2 separate regions of the Mus musculus genome follow, and region 2 is linked to region 1. A link is a contact called in public HiChIP or PLAC-seq data. All regions are on one chromosome and are shown on one strand. Each heading gives the region's core, a stretch centred on a gene start, on an enhancer-like site or on the middle of the called end of the contact. The rest is flanking DNA. Distances are from core to core; before and after follow the strand shown.

Region 1 (4,222 bases), core at 837-3,336:
TGACACAAACCCTACAGATCACGAGTCATGCTACATCACATTTTAATCTTTGCTATCACATACATTTATGTGAAAATAATCACAAAGGGTAAAATCTAGGAAGGTAGTGGTTCTGTTTGGTGAGTCTCTTCCTTCCCTACTTCCTTATTTTTCTACAAGCAGTACAAGCATTAGAATTGGTACCAAACCTACTAATGATCAAGAGTAGATAAAGGCAGAATGTGTTAAAGCTCTCAATCTTTTGTTGTTTGGAAATATCCTTGAGGTAAATGGTTGGCTACAACTTCCACGTTCAACAGAAGTGTATAGGGTCTAGGTGTAGGTGCACATGCCTATAGTCCCAGCTACCTGAGAAGTGGTGAGAAGCTTATCCAAGATCATGCTTTAGATACATACCAACCTGGGCGATACAGGAGGTATATGAAAAAACTAAGAATTAAGATAAGCGACTTACAGATAGAAGGCTGGCTTACTGGCTCATCTTGAGAAAATATTTTCAGTTTTGAGACCAAGTACCATTGTCATTTTAAAGCAAAACCTATTTGGCCAACACCAATTAGTATTATTTTTGTTTACTTAAATGTGTCTTTCTAGTATATGTTTTGTTTTAAAAGAGACTAGTTCCTATTATGATCTTCTTGTTAAAGTCTCCAACTCCTAGCTCCAGTGTAAAAGCATTTTATTCACGTGGACTAACTGTTGTCTCTGAGGCTTACTGCATGTCTGCTAACCCAGACCTAGTCCTAGAAGCTTCTATCCTCCATATAATCTTAGCTAGGCCTAGAATGTTTTTAGCCTTGACACTTACTCCTGAATAAGCTCATCCTTTCTTGTTCTTTCTGAACTCTGGCTGATTCAACTCAGCTATTCTGGCTCAAAATGCCTCTTCCATGCTGATTCAATCTGACTTCTCTCAGCCTCTCTTGAATTGTTCTGCTTTGCCACAGACTAACCCTGACACTATGTTCTAAATCTTCTGGGTCATTCTCCTTCTCCAGCTCCTTCTCCCGTCACCTGTGTCTAGGCTTGTTCTCTCTTCTCTGCCACCTGTCTCTGTACCACTGTCCCAGTAAAACTGCCTCTTTCCCTCCTGTTCTCCTAAGTAGCCTTCCCTTCCTCCCTCTTCTCGTGAGAGCTGGGTATGGCCTGTTCTGGTGCACCCCTCTGATTTGTCACTTTGTCTGTAGTGACACCTGACACACAGGAGATTGGGAAGATTCCCTGAAGCAAAAGCATCACCAATCAAAGCCTTCATCACTACCATTCTAAAGCTCCAAGGTCTGTTTGCAACCCCAAAGTTCTGGGGACAAGAAGCCCCTTTTTGCCCAATTTGTGATTTAAGCCTCATCCCAAAGAAACAGTTTGAAAGGCAGCAAGTTAGCCGGGCGTGGTGGCGCACGCCTTTAATCCCAGCACTCGGGAGGCAGAGGCAGTCGGATTTCTGAGTTCGAGGCCAGCCTGGTCTACAGAACGAGTGCCAGGACAGCCAGGGCTACACAGAGAAACCCTGTCTCAAAAAACCAAAAAAAAAAAGAAAGGCAGCAAGTTTTCTCAAGAATTTTATATCAAATACAGATAAAGCAGGAGATAAACACAATGCAGTACAATATAGAGTCACGATCCCCAGCAATAATTCTGAAACCAAGAAACCCTCTTTTTACAAAGCCATCTCCCTCACACTCGAGTTGTTCACAAATACAAAGTACACAGATTATCTGCTTTATATAAACAACATCAAAAACAAACATGCAGATATACCTCATTCTGTTCTGCATACCACTAAGGAAGCCGGTACCACCAAACCTGTTAAATAAGATCCTATCTGTGGCGTCTTTTGAGCAAAACTGTTAGTATCTATAATTTTTCTAATGACAGACCCTCTTAGCACAGGAAACACGTATGTATGTTCAGTTTATACAACTTTGGGATTTAAGAAGGAATTTCTAACTATCTTTGAATACGTAAAACTGATAAAGGAGAGTTACTTCTCAACCCTGAGTGCCACTGAGATGACTCTAACAGAGACAAGGAGGGGTGGGGAGAAAGCAAGCCAGGAAGAAAAGACAGGGAAAAGAGTATGCAGGACTAGGCACAGTGACTCATGCCAGTGACTCCCACACTCAGGAGGCTGAAGCAGAAGGACCACTGCCTGGGCTATAGAGTGGACCCTGTCTCAAAAAGGTAAAGGCTTGGAATGTATGAACTGGTAAGCTGCTTACCTGCTTATCTGCTTATCTACCATGAACAAAGCCCAGGTTTGAGCCCCAGCACAGCATAAACCAAGCATGATGGCTCATTCTGTTACCCTAGCACTCAAGTGGAAGTAGGAGAATTAAAAAAAAAAAATCTAGATCCTCAGCTATACAGTGTGTTCAAAGCCAGCATGGGCTACACGAGATCCTATATCAGGGAAAAGTAGTAATAAAAAGAAAAAAAGTGGTTGGGGTTACCAAAATTACCACGAGCACCAGGTTTACAGTTCCTATACACACACATGTCAATTACAACAGTCTTACAAATGTTCATTTTCTCCAAGTCTACCTGGAAACTTCCTAAGTCAACACTAAGAGATATCAGCCACATGTAGCTGCTCTGAGGAAGGGACCCTGTGCAGCAGTAGCCACAATGGACAACCATATTGTTTGTCTCCAGTGCTTTCGCTCCAATAGTCCTAAATTCTCTCTCACGATTTATGCTGCCCTAGACCGGAAAGGCAATGCCAAGATATTTCTTTGAGCTTAAAATATTTTAGATATCTGCCGCAGACAGAGTATAAAACAATTTCTGGATTACTTCCAAAACCTCCATTGAAACACTACTTTGAGTCATAAGAACCAAAACATTTTCATGTATAACTTACCATTTCTGCAGTTTAACTTTCTCCATTTCTGTCCCCTAACAGCTGTTCTTAACCATTCTGAAGCCAGGCACATTCAAGGCCATCTCACCCATGCAGGAGTCAGCTCTTCCCCCTAAAGGAATGGCTGTTTCTCCAGCAGACCAACTACACTGACATCCGGAAAGCTCAGGTGAGATGGTTGGTAGAAAAGCTGACTCTCCAGCTGGCCTTCTCATCCAACATCACCACAAGTTTTCCTCCGAATTTAGTAGTTTCTACAGTGTACTGGCATTTGCCTCGATCAAGAGAATACCTGGTTCTCTCCTGGTTTTAGTTCTGAGACAGGGTCCCAGGGGAGATCATAACCAGCCCTCAGTAAACCCATACCTTTCTTGGCCCTTGCCTGCACACAGTGGGTACTGAAGGCTGAGTACCGGTGGGCTGCCCATTCCCAATGGACGACTTCATACAATGGGAAATGTTTGTAAAGAGCCATTAAGTTGGCCCGGGTGGGGTGGGGTGGGGGTAGGCTCAGAATAGCAGGAGGGTGAATAGGATCAAGATGCATGGCATGCATGTAACACATCTTTAAAGAAAAGTATGCATCTGTTTATATCCAATATCATCCTATTCATAGAAAATCTCAGAATGCGGAACGTCAAAATTAGTTATAAAATTAAATCTGCAGTGGGCTTTATTGTTTTTCATAGTATTCCAGTCATTACTTTATACTTAGCTGTCCTGGAAGTCACTATTTGGACCAGCCTGTGTCTGCCTCCCAGTGCTGGCATGTAAAGGTATGTGTCACCATACCCAGTTAGTACCTTAAAGTAGGGAAACTGAGGCTGAGACAGTAGATGACTTGCTAACAGTGAGGTCAACGCCTTTAGCCTCTTAAAAAAAAAAAAAAAAATCAATCCCCTGCACCATTCTACCTTTGTTTCACTAAACAAAAATGGTACAAAAAAAGCAGGCAGTAAGAATCATGACCAGAACGACCAGCTATGGGAGTGGACTGCGAGTGCCCTGTTGAACAGAAGGCGTGAGCACTCTAAGACCAGCCTTAGTCCAGAACAAGGACACCTCAACAGAAGAGTGAGGAAGATGTGGCTCATCTGACAAGGACCAAGTACCAAGAGTGCATGTACAGCCATGACAGAAAAAGATTTGTCTACAGAGATATGGCAGCACGTGACCTGAGCCTGGGGGAGTCTACATCAAGATGTGGGTAAAGAATGCTCAGCACACACAGGATACATTCTCTCCTAGCCTTTCTTCCCAGACAGGAAGCTGACAAACTCAATGCAATCAAGATCAAGGTGATCCAGCCATTCACAACACACAGAGCTAGCTCATGTCATTAAAGAAATATTAAGGGGCTGG
Region 2 (4,218 bases), core at 1,528-4,027, 120 kb after region 1:
ATATTATGAGATTTGTATTATGTATTGTATTTTTCCTGCCCTTACCTTGAATCTTAAATGTATGACTTTTATTTAACATCAACTCTTTTTTTTTTTTTTAAATGAAATCCCATCAGGAAGAAAAGGCATAAATTCTACTAAATTAACTTCCTCAAAAGACAGATTGGCTAATTTAATGCATATTGAGCTCCAGGATGCACCAGGTACCACGCAAACACAAAGAAAGAAACAATTACTAACATGCCATTATTTGGGAAGGAAATGATAAATTAGCAACAAACCAGAAAGTAATGGACTCATAGACTAAATTCTTTCTAGCACTTGGTTTGTTTATTGTATGTATCCTTAAGACAACCCAGACAAAGAACAGAAGGAAATACATATAAAAAGATGTATGTATAAATCCTATTGAGTTTCAGTTAAACGTTTACCTTATCGGGGAGATAAATGATATTCTTGTGTGCAACTGAAACTTGTGAATGGCGGCAGCAAGGCTCAGGATGATAATAATCGCAGTAAATAATAGCTCAGAGAATCGGAATCGCTATTTACTTGCTGTTCGCTGTTAAAAGCACAGAATTTGGGGCAAACTGATTACTTTGCTGAGTTTACAGCCTCAGACCTATTTCTGTTCAGAGATATTTGTGCCATTTCAGCTCACTGCCAAGCTCTGGTCAGTGAGAAACGTAAGGATGACCTTCGGAAACCGCATCGGCTAGCACCACCCCCAGTTTGCAGAAGGTTACTCTGGTCCAGTATAAAACGACCCTCCGGTGCCCTGCTCAGCGTGCTGGGTTCTTCCTTTCGCGGTGTACCACACTTTGCAAGATCTCGGGATTCTCTTCAACCCCCCCCCCCCGCCCCCCTGCATAGCAGATAGGAATACAGTTTCTTACTGCAGTGGGCTGCAGTGTCAGGAGCCCTTCAGCTCTGTGCACGGGATGCAGAAGTTCCAGACAGCTCTGCTGACTGCCAGGGACCCGTGAAGCCTGTTTGGCACCCAGTGCTCCCCGCAGTCTGACAGTCAAGAGTCTCACCTTCCTCAGTGTCGGCAAGCAAGGTGCTTTCCATCCTCAGCCTCAAACAACAGAATGAGTGGCATATAATAGCAATCTGTATTTGTTTTAGGAGGCCAACATGCAAATAAGAGCACATTTTCCTGTGCTTTCCGTGCTTATGAACCTGGCATCAGGGCTAAGCAACATCTTTCCGCATTTCTTTTAATGCTCACACTTGATAATACATCATTCACCTATCAGTCACTAATGGCTACACATTTTTGCAGAACTGAACAGTTGGTTTCATATAGTTAGACAACAATACACACATTCCTATCGATTCTTCAATTGACTTTTGGAATTTTACGAATTATTTAGTTTCAAGCCAGTTACTAGAAATTGCACAAATGTAATATTTCATTTGTCATATGTCATATAGTTAATTTAAAAAATACAAGTCAATGAAAGAAAACAAATCATCCAACTCCCACAGGGAAAGCCAGTTTGCCTTAGGGGCAAGCAGGGCAGAGCACTGCACTGGCCCGCTAAGGCCGCAACACGCTGCAGGCGGCCACTGCAGCTTTGGCTTTCTCGCCAGGTGGCAGAGGCCCTCCGCAAAAGAGCACACCGCAGCGCTCACGCCTTGCCTTCTTCGTTGGCACCGAATCAGCGATCACTGTCAAGTGTCCAGCCCACAACTGCGATACAGTTTTTGCGGATTGTAACGGAATGTAAGGGAAGCTGGAAAAAAACGGCAAAGGGGAGAAGGGTGTGTACCCGAGTGTGACCGATCGCCGTTGTCTGACAGTGCCTAAAAATTTCTCCTGCAGTATCTACAGGCCAATCAATCACCAACTTCCTTCATCCTTCATCATGTCAGATCCTTACATCTAAAATCACCTCTCCCTACAAAGCCAATAAATGAATCAGGGTTCTTTGACCGTGGCAGAGCTCACGTCTGGGCTGAGAATCAGCACCAAGTTTGGGGGTGGTAGGGTGCAAGCCTGCAGACCGCGGCGTGCCGCCTTTCCTAAGATTGGACCAGCTTGGAGATGGCCCTTCCAGGTGCTCGCGCCTCCATGCGCAGGGACTACCCCCGCCCCCAAACCAAATAGCTCACCCTGCTGCATCCTCCGAGCCCCAGCCTCCGGGCGGGCTCAGGGAGGCGGGAGCCCGGGTTCCCCCCGGCTCCTTGGCGCCCCCTGACGTCGGCCTCCAGCAGAAGGTCCGCGGAGGCTTACACAGGCGAAACCCGGGGGTCCCCGCGCACCGCCGCCCGGCGCGTGGCCTGGCGGGCCGCGCGCGCACCGAACCGACCTGCTGGAGGGCGCGCGCCGCTCGGTCCCGGCCCCAGCCATGCGCGCGCGCCCGCACCCGCGCCGCCGCTGCCGCCGCAGCCCGTGACGTCACCCACCGAGCCCCCCGCCGGCTCGCCGCGCCCCGTCCCGCCCCACGTGCGCCGGCTTCAGGACGCCGAGGCCCCGGGCGGCCACCCGATGATGCTCCCAGCCGGCTGCGTCCCGGGCGGGGCTGAGCCCGAGAGCTGCGCGCGGGCTGGGGCGCCTGCGGAGGGAGGGGCGCGGCTCTCGCCGCTGCGCCGCGTGCTGAGTCATGGCGAGAGCTGCCCGCTGCTCTCCATCAGTCGTTCCGGGGCCGGCGCGGGGTGTGCAGCCATTGGGCCGCGCGCGGGGCCGCGAGCGCCGGGCTTGACGCGCTGAGCCGCGCTCGCCCCTGTCCGCCGCGCCCGCCCCGCGTCCCGCGCCCCGCGCCCCGCGCGCTCTGCAGCCTTAGCCCCGCGCCGCACGGCCCCCCGCCTCGCCCGCACCATGATCGCCGCCGCTTTCCTCGTTTTGCTGAGACCCTACAGCATCCAATGTGCTCTCTTCCTCTTGTTGCTCCTGCTGGGCACCGTCGCCACCATCGTCTTCTTCTGCTGCTGGCACCGCAAGCTCCAGAAAGGGAGACATCCGATGAAATCGGTCTTTTCGGGTCGTTCCAGAAGCAGAGGTAAGACACGCCGCCGCTGGGTTCTTCTGGGCAGAAGCGAGGTTCAAGCCTTCTCTGCCTCTTCTGCCCACTCAGTGCCCACTCCTCAAGCTAAGTGCATTTATTTATTTAACGCGCCCTGGCCCTTTGGCCTCACCTCCATCCTCTGAGTCACCAGGTTTGGATAACCACGGAGATTCGGAGGTCCTGGAAGGAAGGATCAGGCTCCGATTCTTAGGGTCAGTTTGCTAGAGCCCAGAAGGTAATTGTAGGGGAGTCCTGGGCTGAGGTACTCGTATCTTTGCCAAGCCTTTGCTGGAGCTTAGGAATAAAAAAGTAAGGCGTGATGATATGGGCTCCCCTCTCCCAACTTTGCTGGAACTTCTTGCAGAGAAATCACCTTAGAGACAGATGGTCCAATACTCTCTCCGCCCCGCCCCAATATGCCCACGGAATTGGAGAGAGACACCTAGAATGTGCTTTCCCGAATCCAGGTAAGTGATCAGTAACTCTTTAGGCTGAGAACAAGGAGTTAACGGAGTCTCGTTTTCCCTCTTTTCTCCCCAGATGCTGCTCTGAGATCTCATCACTTTCGCTCTGAGGTAATTTATTTAGCGCACACTCTCAAGGTCAGAGTAGCTTTCTTTCCTGAGTACCAGCATTAATCATATACGTGTTTAAAAAGCCAGTAGGGCACCGAATGGGAAGCCTGCAGTCCCTAAGCCCAAAGTGACATGCTTCTTAAGCAATTCCATAGTCACGCCTGGGGCGCATTGTGTGTGTTTGTGTGTGTCTAGTGTAGTGGAGTTTGCGTTACAAGAGGTGGGAGGGGCAGCCCCTAAAAGAGAGAATTTAGTCTGGGAATGGATATCAGTTTAGCTTACAATCTGCACTTGTGGTGGAAGCACTTCCTGGTTGCTTCCGGAGGTCGGTAGCTAAACCACAGTGTAAACCACTTAGGTCGTTATTGCCGAAGAGTTTGAAGCAAACTCCAGTTGAGACTCCAGGTGACATCCCTACGGGCTTAGTTTGCTGCCCAGGATGGTTTTTACATGATAGTAATGTTGATGAAGAAGATACGCCAGAGTGTGTACTTAGTGTCTGTTCTAGACTATCCATCTAGAGTAGGTGACTGGACGCTGCCAGTGCAGGAAACTGCAGGAGAACCACCTCCAGTTAGAACAAGACACAGCTCTGCCTGACCCACTGGCTTTCCAGTTGCCCACTTCAAGTT

The links. HiChIP or PLAC-seq counts read pairs in DNA pulled down with a chosen protein or histone mark.
Region 2: a CTCF HiChIP or PLAC-seq map of the NIH/3T3 cell line shows a contact between it and region 1, with 8 read pairs. The contact joins the promoter of Dst here to the enhancer-like site in region 1. A contact is called at or near these places in 2 of 39 promoter capture datasets (3T3-L1-derived adipocytes and frontonasal cranial neural crest), 1 of 15 datasets of contacts at CTCF or cohesin (the NIH/3T3 cell line), 2 of 115 datasets of contacts at active chromatin or transcription factors (embryonic stem cells and neural progenitor cells) and 2 of 9 other capture datasets (adipose tissue and pancreatic islet).

The regions. Positions count from the first base shown.
Region 1 is chr1:33,790,590-33,794,811 of GRCm38.p6, forward strand. The region is part of intron 3 of Zfp451 (zinc finger protein 451); the gene reads right to left. Among named protein-coding and RNA genes, the nearest start is that of Zfp451, 22 kb to the right of the region's middle. Within about 2 kb of position 2,087, at least 18 of the 459 cell types and tissues checked have an H3K27ac peak or open chromatin away from gene starts, as enhancers often do. A contact at or near this core is called in the NIH/3T3 cell line, where this site is marked.
Region 2 is chr1:33,905,448-33,909,665 of GRCm38.p6, forward strand. Dst (dystonin) reads left to right here and starts at 2,778. Exons shown (of 103, transcript NM_001276764.1): 1 at 2,778-3,005; 2 at 3,552-3,586. The coding sequence starts at 2,825. It overlaps Bend6 (BEN domain containing 6), which reads right to left and starts at 2,174. Exons shown (of 7, transcript NM_177235.3): 1 at 2,119-2,174.